2 separate regions of the Mus musculus genome follow, and region 1 is linked to region 2. Evidence: chromatin contacts called from public HiChIP or PLAC-seq data. All regions are on one chromosome and are shown on one strand. The core of a region is the stretch at or near the end of the contact, and the rest is flanking DNA. Distances in the headings are between cores, read along the strand shown. Region 1 has its middle 10 kb from the start of Olfr97. Region 2 holds the start of Rnf39 (ring finger protein 39).

Region 1 (6,094 bases), core at 1,928-4,427, 300 kb before region 2:
AGAGATGAATCACTGCCATCTGCGCTTTGCTGAAGGCGAACCTGTATGAAGGTAATCGACCTGCAAGAAACACAAAGTCAAAGTTGAAAGCAACAGGATTAAGGTTGTCTGTGGGGATGTTCCAGGTACTCAATTCAATTGCAAATTTTCAATGGTTAGACCCAAGCCTGGCACCTAGTGTGGGTGAGGTGACTTTGATAATCAACAGAAAAAACTCTTACTTCTCTTGTAAATAGTGGAGGCTATGCTCCAAGTTAACTCTGCTGGCTAATAAAGATTTCAAGCTATCTTCATAATAGGAATCTCCAATATTGGATTTATTTCTAGACTAGTCAATGATTTAGTCAGAATAACTGGTCACATTAAAGGAAAGAGAAGTGTCATTATAACTCCTTTTGATTAATTTTTCTAAATCAGTTTCCACAGTCTCTATGTTCTCTGTCCCACAGTGTTTAAAAGCTTGAAGCAAGGCAGCTTAGCTTGTCGAATCTGAGACATATGCAAGCAAAGGTGGGTCAAGAACATATAACCAATATAGCTTTCCTGTCACCATTGTCAGGGCACTCAACAAGCTCACAGGTCAGCATTATCCTTTTGTGTCAGCTTGTCACACCAATCACTCTGTCAGCTAGCAAGCTCCTGCCCCATTCTGTTAAAAAAAAAAAAAATACAAACATGCCCTCTTCCCCATATTAAATACCTGTTCAGGATCATGCCATATGCCAATAAGTGGACCCTTTATTCTCACATAGGCATGAGTATGCCTAGTTGTAGGATACTATCAGGCACTCAGCAAGGAGTTCTGTGGCATCCACATTTTAAAACTTTAAAAATAAAAAGCATGATATAAATAATGTGCATGGGGATATAATTCTCCCTCCCCCTTTTTCTTAAGAAGATATAGCTTTAAAGTTCCACAATGCCTTGTCCTTGAAATTTATAAAAATTCCCAGTAACATGGGTAATATTAAATTGTTAACAAAACACCTCAAATGATTGACTGTAACAGCCAGTTCCATTATCTGTTATAATCTGATTTGGAACATCAACATAAAAAAATTAACATAGGCAATGACTAATTACATTTTATTTGCTTTTCATGTTAAAGTAGTTGCAACTAGAAAGCCTGAAAAGATATCAATAGTCACATGTACATATTTTATTTCTCTAAAGTCAGAAATATGAGTATCCATTTGCAATTGATTGAGTATAAGTCCCCAAGAATTAACACCATCATGTGTAACAGGTAGAAACTGAGGACATTGAGAACAAGTCTTTACAATTTCACATGCACATTCTCTAAAAATACCAAATTATTCTCTCCAGACATTACTGTTTTGATGATGTAAAGAATGAGATTATATGGCCAATTGTTCTTGTGTAAGGCCTATAATCTGAATGGGATATAAATCTGGGGTGGCATTGCCTTAAGAGGTCTTGCCCAGGCAATCTAGGATGAGTTCTTAAATGTCCAAAGATAGTCCTTTAAAGGAACAATATTTTTTTCTTAACTTGAGTTGTATATGTATAAACAATTCCAAATTTGAGAATTAGTATCTAAAAAAGGAACAATTTCAAGTAATTGTAAGCCATGAGCTCTACATTAATATATATATATGTATTCAGTATACAAATTAAAGCTTGATTTTTTCAATATTTCAAAACACTGGCTACAGCACACAATTTAATTATCTTTGCTGAAGTAGGAGAAAATCAAAAGAATAAACATGTGATCCAATCACATATACTTCTCTCCCATAGTAGGGTTATTTATAAATACAGTAGATGTATTCTTTATGAGATGAATGCATGTATATATAACTTTACAGAAAATACAAAAGCATGCATAGAAGCAATTTTAACAACTTATCTTTTAGATAATGATTATCAATTTTAATCTAAAAAGTTTGCAACGCAATAGGCCAAATATCAATGTTCTGCAATAACTAATTTAATTGCTGTTCAAAACAAGGAACAGACACCTCATCAGATTTTTAAGACTTTTTTTTTTCTAAAATACCTTCATGGTTTTATCTTACAATTCTTTATTAACAACACAACAGCTTCATAATAGGATATTAAAACTTTACTTGGAGATGAAGAAAGATGATTCTACGTTAATGTTCTCTTTTGCCAAAGAATTGCTGTGGGCACATTGAGTAACAATAACTAGAAAACACAGCTCATGTTTGATTACCATTGATTACAGTTGATAACAATTGATTACAGGAGCTTCCTCTACTTTCTGCAAAGCCTTTTGGTTTTCACCAGTTAATTTGTATCTCCCCTGATAGCATCCAACAAAAGCTTAACACTTGGGAGGCAGAGGCAGGTAGATTACTGAGTTCAAGGCTAGCCTGGTCTACAGAGTGAGTTCCAGGACAGCCAGAGCTATACAGAGAAACCCTGTCTCAAAAAACCAAAATTAAAAAAAAAATAACAACAAAGGCTTAAGCCCTCCTGTGGTGAACTTAAGGTGAGGTTTTTAGCCAATTAACATCTCCCAGAAGCTTTTGAAAATAATTTGAAGTAAGCAAATCATCTTTTCTTTCTTAAATTTTCTGTACCATAAATTTTCTAGGATATAACTGAGACCCTAAAGATTAAAAAGATAGCCTCTGAATCTTTTCTGGAGCAACAGCTACTCCCCAAAACTTTAAAGCTTGTTGTATAAGAGCAAAGATTTGTAGTAAATTTCCCTTCAGAGGCATTAGCTAATAGAATGTTTTCTATATAAGAAACAATATACACTGAAAGATTCAAAGTCTTAGCTTCTTGTACTGAAGCAGAGACAAAAAAAAAAAAAAAAATCTTGCATAATGTAAGGCTATTAGCCATACCTAGAAGCAAAACTTTCCAATGATCACAAGCTCACTAGAAGCAAACCCTTTACAATTATCAGGATGCAAAGGAAAAAAAAAAAAAAAAACAACCTTCTAAATCTATAATAATTCTATATGGAATAGGCAGGCCACATTGTAATGCCTTTAGAAATTCCACAGCCTCATAGACCTTTCATAAATCTTAAGCTTAAACTTTATTTTAAACAACACCCGGATAGATCTGTAATAATGTTGTTTGCTTAAAAATAATTTCCTGGAGGCAAGGAGAGGCAAGGTCCAACTTCCCTAGGCAGGGTTGGTAAAACAAAAGAAATGCCACACCACACAAGCCTCGCTGAGACTGCTCTGAGTTTTGCATTAACTCAAATGTAAATATTTCTAAATCTGAGTATACAGCCTGAGTCCTGACCTAAAGACTATCCCTCCTGCAGTGAGGACAGATTCCAGGGGAAGAATTCGACTGCCTATGCCTCTAATTTTTTGGACAGTCTTTCTTAAGATGATTTATACTTAAAACATTCCTTATAACCTTAGTGCTGAGAAAGCATTGCTTGTACTGTAGTCCTCTGCAAGGCAGCAACCATAGCCAAACTGATTGTATGAGGGTCCAATCTCTACACAAAGATGAATATATCCAGATAAGTCTGTCTTTGCTTTGTATGGCTGGATAGCTACTGTGACCTGCATTAGTGCTCTCTGTTGGCACCAGGGCATTCCAAACCTATGTGATAACAGTGCAACCTCCGACCTGCAGACTGGTTGTCAAGCCAATGACCACCATATCCAAGAACCCATTTGGCTTACCTCTCACCCTTAGTTGTGTTACATCATTTTTTCGTATAAATAAGAAAAAACGCCCCTTCCTCACTCTCTTTTTTCTCTCTTCTCTTCTCTTCTCTTCTCTTCTCTTCTCTTCTCTTCTCTTCTCTTCTCTTCTCTTCTCTGCTCTTCTCTTATCTCCCCTTCTTCTCTTTCTTCCACTCCTTTGTCTCTCCCTTTCAATAAAACCTCTTTATGTGGAACCACTTTGGCCTAGCATGCTGCTTTGGTGCTACCCGCTACTCTAAAGCATCATCCTCATAAGATGATTACTTCTGTAATCATCCTAATTAACAATATATGGGTGAGTTAAAAATCTTAAGCTTTCGATCAAACTGCAAACTGCAGTTAATGGAACACTGGCAATTTTAACCATAATTTTTAAGGGTTTTTTTTTTCAATATTAGGATATATCCATAACTTTTGGAAAGCAAAACCCAATTTTAAACAATTTATTCTCTTTAAAATCAATACCAGAAATATCACTTCCATGTTACAAAGTTTGACTGCCAATTCATACATATGAATTCATGACAGTGCAACTTTTAATGCTTCATTAAAGAGACATTGTTTTAATCATATCTCTTATAAGTTATGTAATATAATGTAATTCTTATCTCTAGTTTGTGGGATAAGAATTACATAAAATATTATCCCAATTTAGAAATATCCTTAGAGGCCTAGTTTCCTGGGCTGGTTCATGCCACATGTTGTTGTTTAAAATGACTCCAACCCTGAGTTACCAGTTTTAAGCTAAATTTCTTGTTACCAATGTTACACTTTTTAATCACACCCAATAACTTATAAGCCAATACTCTATGACCAAGACATGCAGAGCAAATTTATACCATTAAGACCAGTCAGAAACTAAATGAAGCAGTTACACGAATCTTAAAAATTTATACCAATTAAAGAATTTTACCTTTTCTAGCTATAATTTCAAGAGGAAAAACACTTTGTCATTTGCTGAACCCAATAATCACAATTGCAGAGAATTTTCTAGGAAAACTATCATCTTATTTGCATGCTATGCTTGACTCCTGGTTAAGGTGCTGGGCAACTTTAATCAGCCTCTGCTGTGCAAATTAAGAGATGGGTAGCCAGCAGATAAAGTTTTAACCATTTTTTTTCTTTTCAGGATGAAACATAGAACAACAGTCATTTAGACAACGAAACAAAAATAGACACAAATTGACACATGGACAGATTGGTGCACCAAACACAGAATATAGAGAAGGTAGAGAACTTGATGTAACCAGAACTAAGGATGTCTCCTGCAGGAACCAGAGAGAAAGCTGGATGTCTCCCAATTTCCGTCTGTCCCTGGGAGAATACCAAAATCCATTTTCCTTCTCTCTTGATGTCTTTTGTATATCTAGCATCTCCCCCTTTTTTTTTTTGTATTTTACTCTTTTTATTTTATTTTATTATTTTAAGCCCTACTCCTCCCTCCTGATGCAGTTCTTTACCGTAGACAAATGCCTGTTTAGAATTTTCCACTCCCATTTTCCACTGTCAACCCCTAGCTGATATCAATGCTGGGCCAACACTAACTCAGTCTAGCCTGTATCCTTTTTGCACCCTTGTGAGCAATAACCTTCAAAAGATGAAATTTTTAGCACTAACATTAATGCTATATGTTGCTTACCATGTAGGGATATATCTTCTGTTTTTTGTGGAGCCTTACCAAGACAGTGTACCCCAAGTCCTTTTGGGTTTCAGGCTAGTCTCGAGCACCACCTGTAGCCACCAGTGGCCAAGGGTTATGGGGTTCCTGAAAGGGAAGATTGGGGTTTTGGATTGGAAAGGCTGCAAGAGAAATAATAAGCCAAGACAAAGTTCTGATGAAGACCAATGTTTACTTATGTGTGGGGCTGAAAGACCCACAAGGTGAGGACTCTCCCACATTCTGACTCAAGAGAGGTGACACCCCAAATCACTCACGAGAAATGGTCTTGATGCAAACCGCAAGAGGACTTTTATTCCAGGCGCACTTTGGGGCCCACAGTCATAAACCACGCAGGGGTAGAGGACTGTGGGCTCCGAGTAGCTGGGACAGGGGGTATTTAAAGGAAGAAAACACAACTCAAGGGGGTGGGGAGGGCGTTGTTGGAAAATATCAAAAATACCAGTTAAGAGTCAGGAGGGAGTGGAAGTCAAGACAGTTTCTATGAGTCTCTAACAATAGCACATTTGCATAGCGGATTCTAGGAGAGGTCAAGGTGGGTCAGGATGACTTTCTTTAAATGAACACACCCTGAATCCAGGTGGGTGGAAGAGTGTCGCTATCTGTTTTATGATTAGCATGCCTTGGAGCATTGAGTCACAAAGGTCACATTCTCAAGCCTGGGCTTAAAGGCCTAGTTTTTGTTTTTATGTTTCACTTTTTCAGGGCAATGGGCTATGCACAGACAGCCTGGTCTCCACTCAAG
Region 2 (5,857 bases), core at 1,993-4,492:
ATGGAGGGGTGACTAAGGAATGGAACATCTCGAGAGCTACCTTGGGAATGAGCACAGAAGGGGTAGAGGAGGTGCTGGAGTCTTGACCCCCTTTCCAAGAATGGGAGGAGGTGGAAGCAGGGATCTTGTACTGTCTGGGGGTACATAAAAAACGTGAGGGAACGTGGCTGAGATCTGAGGAATTAAGGATATTGTTCTGGGTTACATTGTGCCTCCTGTCCAGCTGTGGAGTTACATATGCATAGCCTCAGCACATTAGAGGCAAAGACAGGGACTAGAGGTCCATGCCAGCCTGGGATACATAGAAAGAGACTCTTTAAAGGGGGTGGGGTGTCAGTTTTGTTCCCCAATTTTCTGAATTTACCTTATGCGTGTGTGTGTGTGTGCGCGCGCGTGTGTTTGAGGGGAGGATTTTCACAAAGGTAATCAGGTTAAAAAATGAGATTATTACAGTAGGCCCTGATGCAGGATGATTTCTATCTTAAAAGAGAGTGGAGACACTTGCACACAGAGACAGGTACCTAGAAGGAAGCCCAGGTGAGACCATCTGTGGACCAAGGAAGTATTGAGGTTTCCAGAGCCAGGAGAGAGCATGGAACAGATTTCTCCTTAGCCCTCAGACTTCTATCTCTAGACTTTGAAGTGCGAATGGTGGTTGTTCAAGCCACCTATTTGTGACACTTCATTATTTCAGCTGTAGGAAGTCAAAACTGATACCAAAGTGGACTTGAGCATTTTCTAGAGCGAAGAGGGAGCAAACAGAGCATAGCTTATGATCCGCTCCCTCCCCTCTTCACCTGTCAGCCTGTGAAGCATGTTTTTGACCACGGGGTAATCTTCAGGGAGATCCTCCTCTGAGTTAGATGGCTTGGGTGCTGGGACATCGAATCTGGAGAGACGAAGGAAGTTATTGGCATCCCTGTCTTTTTGATGCTGCTTCTGATGATCCTAACCCACTCACTTGTCACAGAAACAGGTGAGGCTACACTCTAGAAAGCCCGTTGCTAAGTGGAGGTAAAGAGAGGGGTCTGGAGGGAAGGTCATGGCTATGGCTGTAGGTAGTGGGAAGGAAGAAACAAACAAAAATGGAACTCACCGTCTCCATGTCTTCCTCATATCCTGGTACGGGCAGAAGAAAACATAGGTGTGAGTTCACACTGTGGGACATCTTCCCCTCCGCCTCAGGTGAGCTCTGACTGCTTGATACCTTCCCACCTTTTAAAACCATCTCCCCACCCCACCCCAAACACCCTGCCCGCTCTGCTCCATTTTTCTCTTCAGTTCTCCCTTCTTCTTTCATGTCCTTTACTTCTGCCTACTCCAAAATCACTTTCTCCTCAGGTTCCTAGCTTCATCCAGACTGTTATATGCCTTCTCCATCCTTCCACAGCCTCAACACAACTACTTCTTACCTCTTGTTTAATCTTCCCAGGCCCACGCTCTCTTTTAGTATGCTCTCCTTCTTTAGTTACCAGCATGTCTTCCAGATATATGTCCACCCCGTCACCACAAAAGGGACACACACCCATATTCCTTGAGCTAAGAGTTGTTATATAAAAGCCTAACAATAAAGCTGCTCTCCTTTTTGTCTTAAAAGCTCAGTGGCGTTTATTGGGCTCTTTGGTTTTATTATGTCTCTGTACCCTCAGGCCCCTGATCTCAGAAGTGTCCTAAGAGACCCTACAGATTTTGTAGGGAGCCATGGAAGCCTGAAGAGGGCGCTAGATTCTCTCACCCTCCAAACACTGGGTTTCCTTCATCCCTCTTTTCTGATTCCAGAGAGGATGGCTGGGAAGGCCAGTGTGGCAGGAAGAAGAGAGGATGGCAATTACACCTAGACTAATTAGGTCTGTGAAGCCTTCAAAGGGCGGAAGCCAGACCCAGGGCGGGAGGGCTGCTAAGGGGTAAAAAAGCCAGATGGATGGTTTTGAGGTACTGTAAAGGAATAGGAGTGGTTGATGTCTAAGGGGCTCAGGGAGGGCCTAGTGGAAAACTTTATGGCTGCAACGTGGAGACTAGCAAGAGGCCTGCCAGCTGTTCACCCCGACCTAGCTTCCACCTGTTTCCGCCCGTGCCTGGGGATCTGGGAGGAGCTGAGAACAATAACAACCCACAGTTCGGCTATGGCTTGTTAGGGGAACCCCTGCCTCACTTGAGGCACTTTGATTTGACACACACACACACACACACACATACACACACACACACACACACACACACACACACACACTCACACTCGCATTAGACTCCTAATTTCCCATCCCTCCATTTCTGCTTTTTCTGCACCCAGTGTCAACCTTGGCTCCAGTGATTCTGTTTATTGGGTCCTATCACCACCCTCCCTGGGCTGCTCCTTTCCCTAATCCGGGTGTCTGCACCCCATTCCCCTTTCTGGCTCCCACCCCGGCTCTCCAGGAGGCTTCTGAGATCTCTAGGGGGCTCAGCCTTCTAACTGCCACTAGCCTGTTTCTTTCTGCCTCTTCCCTCCAGCCTCCTCCTCCCCTGACCGAGTCAATTTCTTCCAGCCTGTCCTACCTCCCTTTCTCAAACTACTCACTCAAGACTTGGCCAGTCTTTCTCCCTCCCTCCCCGCTTCCTCCCTTTCTTAAAATTCTTATTTAAAATTCCTTTATCTTTTCGATGTAGCCATTTCTGTACTGGAACTCGCTATGTCTATCAAACTGAACTTGAGCAATCCTCCTGCCTCCGCTTTCTGGTGCCAAGCTGTCTGCCACCTATATTTCCATTAGGGCTTCAGAGCGAAAAGCATGGCTCCCACCTTTGCTAGGACACCCACAAACCTCTTCTTCACCAACAACCAGAACCGGAGAAGGCGCCTTACCTCTCCGTGGGGATCCAGGCAACCCATGGTGGGGATGCGGCCACCGCGTCGTCTCCCGGCCCGGGCTCCGGGCTCCGCCAGTTTCTCACGCAGCCCACGGCTGATGCGCACCTCCACTGCCAGTCGCACGTTGGACCTCAGGCTGCGTCTGGGGCATGGCTGGCCACAGCACGGGCAGGAAGGGGGCGCCGCCTCCGAGCCGGACGCCGCCGGGGCCCCCCAGCAGCGCGCCAAGCACGCACGGCAGAAGCTGTGTTCGCACGCCAGCAGGACTGGGTCCTCGAAGGGGCCCCCGCACAGCGGACATGTCGCCAGCTGCTCCAGACGCTCCACCAACCCCGGGCCCAGCTCGGGAGCCTCCATGGAAAGCAGGGGTCCCGACGCACCCTAGTCCTCAGCCGCCCCCGAGCTCGCAAGTGGCGGACCACGCCCGCTGCGTGCTGACTTGACGCCCCTCGCTGCGCCTCCCTCATTCACTTCGCACCTCCTATCTACCCCTCTCCCGGGCTGCCTCGGTTACCCAGATCGGACTCAGAGCGTCTCCTCACCACGTCAGGTTTTATAGGGAGGGAGGAGGCCCGGTGCAGGAGGTAAACAGCAGACCTTGCGTAATGCCTCATCTGGTTCTCCCGCTTCCCTAGTAGGGTTTGGGGCAGCAGGGTGTGAAGACTGAGACACCTAGGTTCTAGAACCTAGGAGGTGAGCACCAGGGCATGCGCTGTGGGCAAGGTAGCACTGTTGGGTTTGGTAGCCCCCGTGAGTGAGTCCCTGAAGAGCGTGAGTCTCCCCCCTTGGCCTGCGGTGTGCTTTTGGTGGGCAGGATGCCCAGGCTCGCTCTTGGCATGCGTGCTCACATTGCCAGGGCATGAGTCATCCCAGGTGGCTGGCACACCTACATCTGGGGGTTGGGGGCCCGGAAGCTTGGGTCCTGGACTGTGTGGCTTTGGCAGGCCTCTGAGTGTTGGCGTGTGGTTGTCACTCCTGGCGCCTCTCTGCCTTCCATCTTCCTGCCTTGCCTATTAAGGTCTGGGGACACGCAAGCTTCTGGAGAAGAGCTGGAAGCAGGCGCCTACACACTCTTGCCTCTCAACTTCAGGCTCTGCATCCTCTCTCTCTCTCTCTCTCTCTCTCTCTCTCTCTCTCTCTCTCTCTCTCTCTCGTTTCCATTTTCTCTATGCTTTTCCTTTGTGTTTTTATTTTCAGCTTTCTTGTTCACCTTTACTTTGTACCTGACAATTACTCATTTCAACTGATCTCAGAGGCCCAGAGACCCAGATCATCAAGGGAATCAACTTACCCATTTGTTTAAGTGACAGATCCTGGGAGCTCCCTTCTGCCTTCATTTCTGATCTTTCCTTGTTACTCCCCACCCCACCTCTATCACCATCTCTTCCTTCTCTCCTCTCTTTCTTCCTGTTCTCTCCTCTTCCTAGCTCCCCTTTCTCTTTTCCTAGCCTTTCTGCCTGGATACATTTAGGAAATTCTGAAAAAGCTCTGTTTGTCCCCATATGTGACCACAAACACTGTTGCATGTGTACCATGCTCATTGGTGTCCCACTCCAGTACGCACAAGCCTATAGATAGATACACTCATACAGTACAGGCATTACAAACATATCTCAGTAGTCTCATAACATTGTGCATCAGGAGGTTGTTGAGGGACAGATGAACACTCAACCAAAATAACCAGAGAGGAACCTTGTCATTAGTTTTATTGTTGATGATAATAACAAAACAAGGCATGGGCTTTACAGAGCAGCAGCACTTTATTGGGCACCCCTTCCAGGCACCCTTCTTCCTCCCCCACAGTTACTAGAGAGGTACTCAAATGTGACACCATGATAAACAAACCTCCACAAACAAACACAGACCTCCCAGTGCAACATCAGGATGCACCAGCAAAATATGAGGCTGGGTGTGTTGGTGCATGCCTGTAATCCCAGAACTCAGGAGCATGAGGCAAAAGGATTGCCATGAGTTCCACGCCAACTTGGGCTGCATATGAAACTATCTCAAAAAACAGCTCCCATTCCAACTTAAAAAAAAAAAAAAGACCCAACAACGATCTAAATCTGTTTCACAAAAGATGCATTTCTATGCAGGTAGAAGGGTACCGTGCCACGCAAGACACTTCATCCAATTCCTAGAAACTGACGAAGACGTTGCCTTACTTAGAAACAGAATTAAGTTGAGGTTGTACTATGTTTGATGATTGGTTGAGCTTAGAGAGACTTCCCAGAGTACATAGGTGAATCCACTGTAATTACAAGCATTCTTAAAGTTCTCAGACTGACATTGCTGACATGTACACACACATACACACACACACACTTTATTGATATGTTTGTATCTGTATGAGAGAATGAAAGGAAAGGTCATCAGAAGAGGTTATCATATATCCTGAAGCTGGACTCAAAGGCAGTTGTGAGCCACCCAGAGTGGGTGCTGGGAACCTAACTCAGGTCCTCTGCAGATGTAGCAAGTACTATGTGCTGGATAGTTTTATGTCGGCTTGACACAAGCTAGAATTGCTGGAGAGGAGGAAGCCTCAATTGAGAAAATGTCACCATAAGATTCAGCTGTAGGGCATTTTCATAATTAGTGATCCATGAGGGAGAGGACTCCAAATGAGGGAAGTGGTCCTCGATTCCATAAGAATTTAGGTGAAAGAAGCCATGAGAAGCAAGCCAGGAAGCAGCATTTGCCCATGGCCTCTGCATCTGCTCCTGCCTCCAGGTTCCTCTACTGCTTGAGTGCCTGTCCTCACTGCTTTTGATGAGGAACTGTTATATGGAAGTGTGGGCAAAATAAACCCTTTCCTTCTCAAATTGTTGTTCGGTCATGGTGTTTCACCACAGCAGTAATAACCCTAACTGAGACACACACTATTAACCATTAAACTGTCGCTCCAGCCCCCATACATTACTGGCATTGACAGTTGAGGAAGGGAGCCATGATGCAAAGAAGCAGCAAAAGCTAAGAGAAGGGATTATGCACTCAATGATCCATTAGGAG

The links. HiChIP or PLAC-seq counts read pairs in DNA pulled down with a chosen protein or histone mark.
Region 1: a contact with region 2 is called in an HNF4G HiChIP or PLAC-seq map of pancreatic cancer cells. The contact joins the enhancer-like site here to the promoter of Rnf39 in region 2. A contact is called at or near these places in 3 of 39 promoter capture datasets (cranial neural crest, liver and maxillary cranial neural crest), 1 of 15 datasets of contacts at CTCF or cohesin (the NIH/3T3 cell line), 1 of 484 Hi-C or Micro-C datasets (regulatory T cells), 2 of 115 datasets of contacts at active chromatin or transcription factors (embryonic stem cells and pancreatic cancer cells) and 2 of 9 other capture datasets (adipose tissue and liver).

What each region holds. Positions count from the first base shown.
Region 1 is chr17:37,239,499-37,245,592 of GRCm38.p6, reverse strand. No RefSeq gene overlaps it. Among named protein-coding and RNA genes, the nearest start is that of Olfr97, 10 kb to the right of the region's middle. Within about 2 kb of position 3,177, at least 3 of the 459 cell types and tissues checked have an H3K27ac peak or open chromatin away from gene starts, as enhancers often do. A contact at or near this core is called in pancreatic cancer cells, where this site is marked.
Region 2 is chr17:36,940,436-36,946,292 of GRCm38.p6, reverse strand. Rnf39 (ring finger protein 39) reads right to left here and starts at 3,242. Exons shown (of 4, transcript NM_001099632.1): 1 at 2,843-3,242; 2 at 1,097-1,119; 3 at 798-889. The coding sequence starts at 3,205. Gm33595 (a long non-coding RNA gene) reads left to right here. Exons shown (of 2, transcript XR_385575.3): 2 at 1,133-1,596.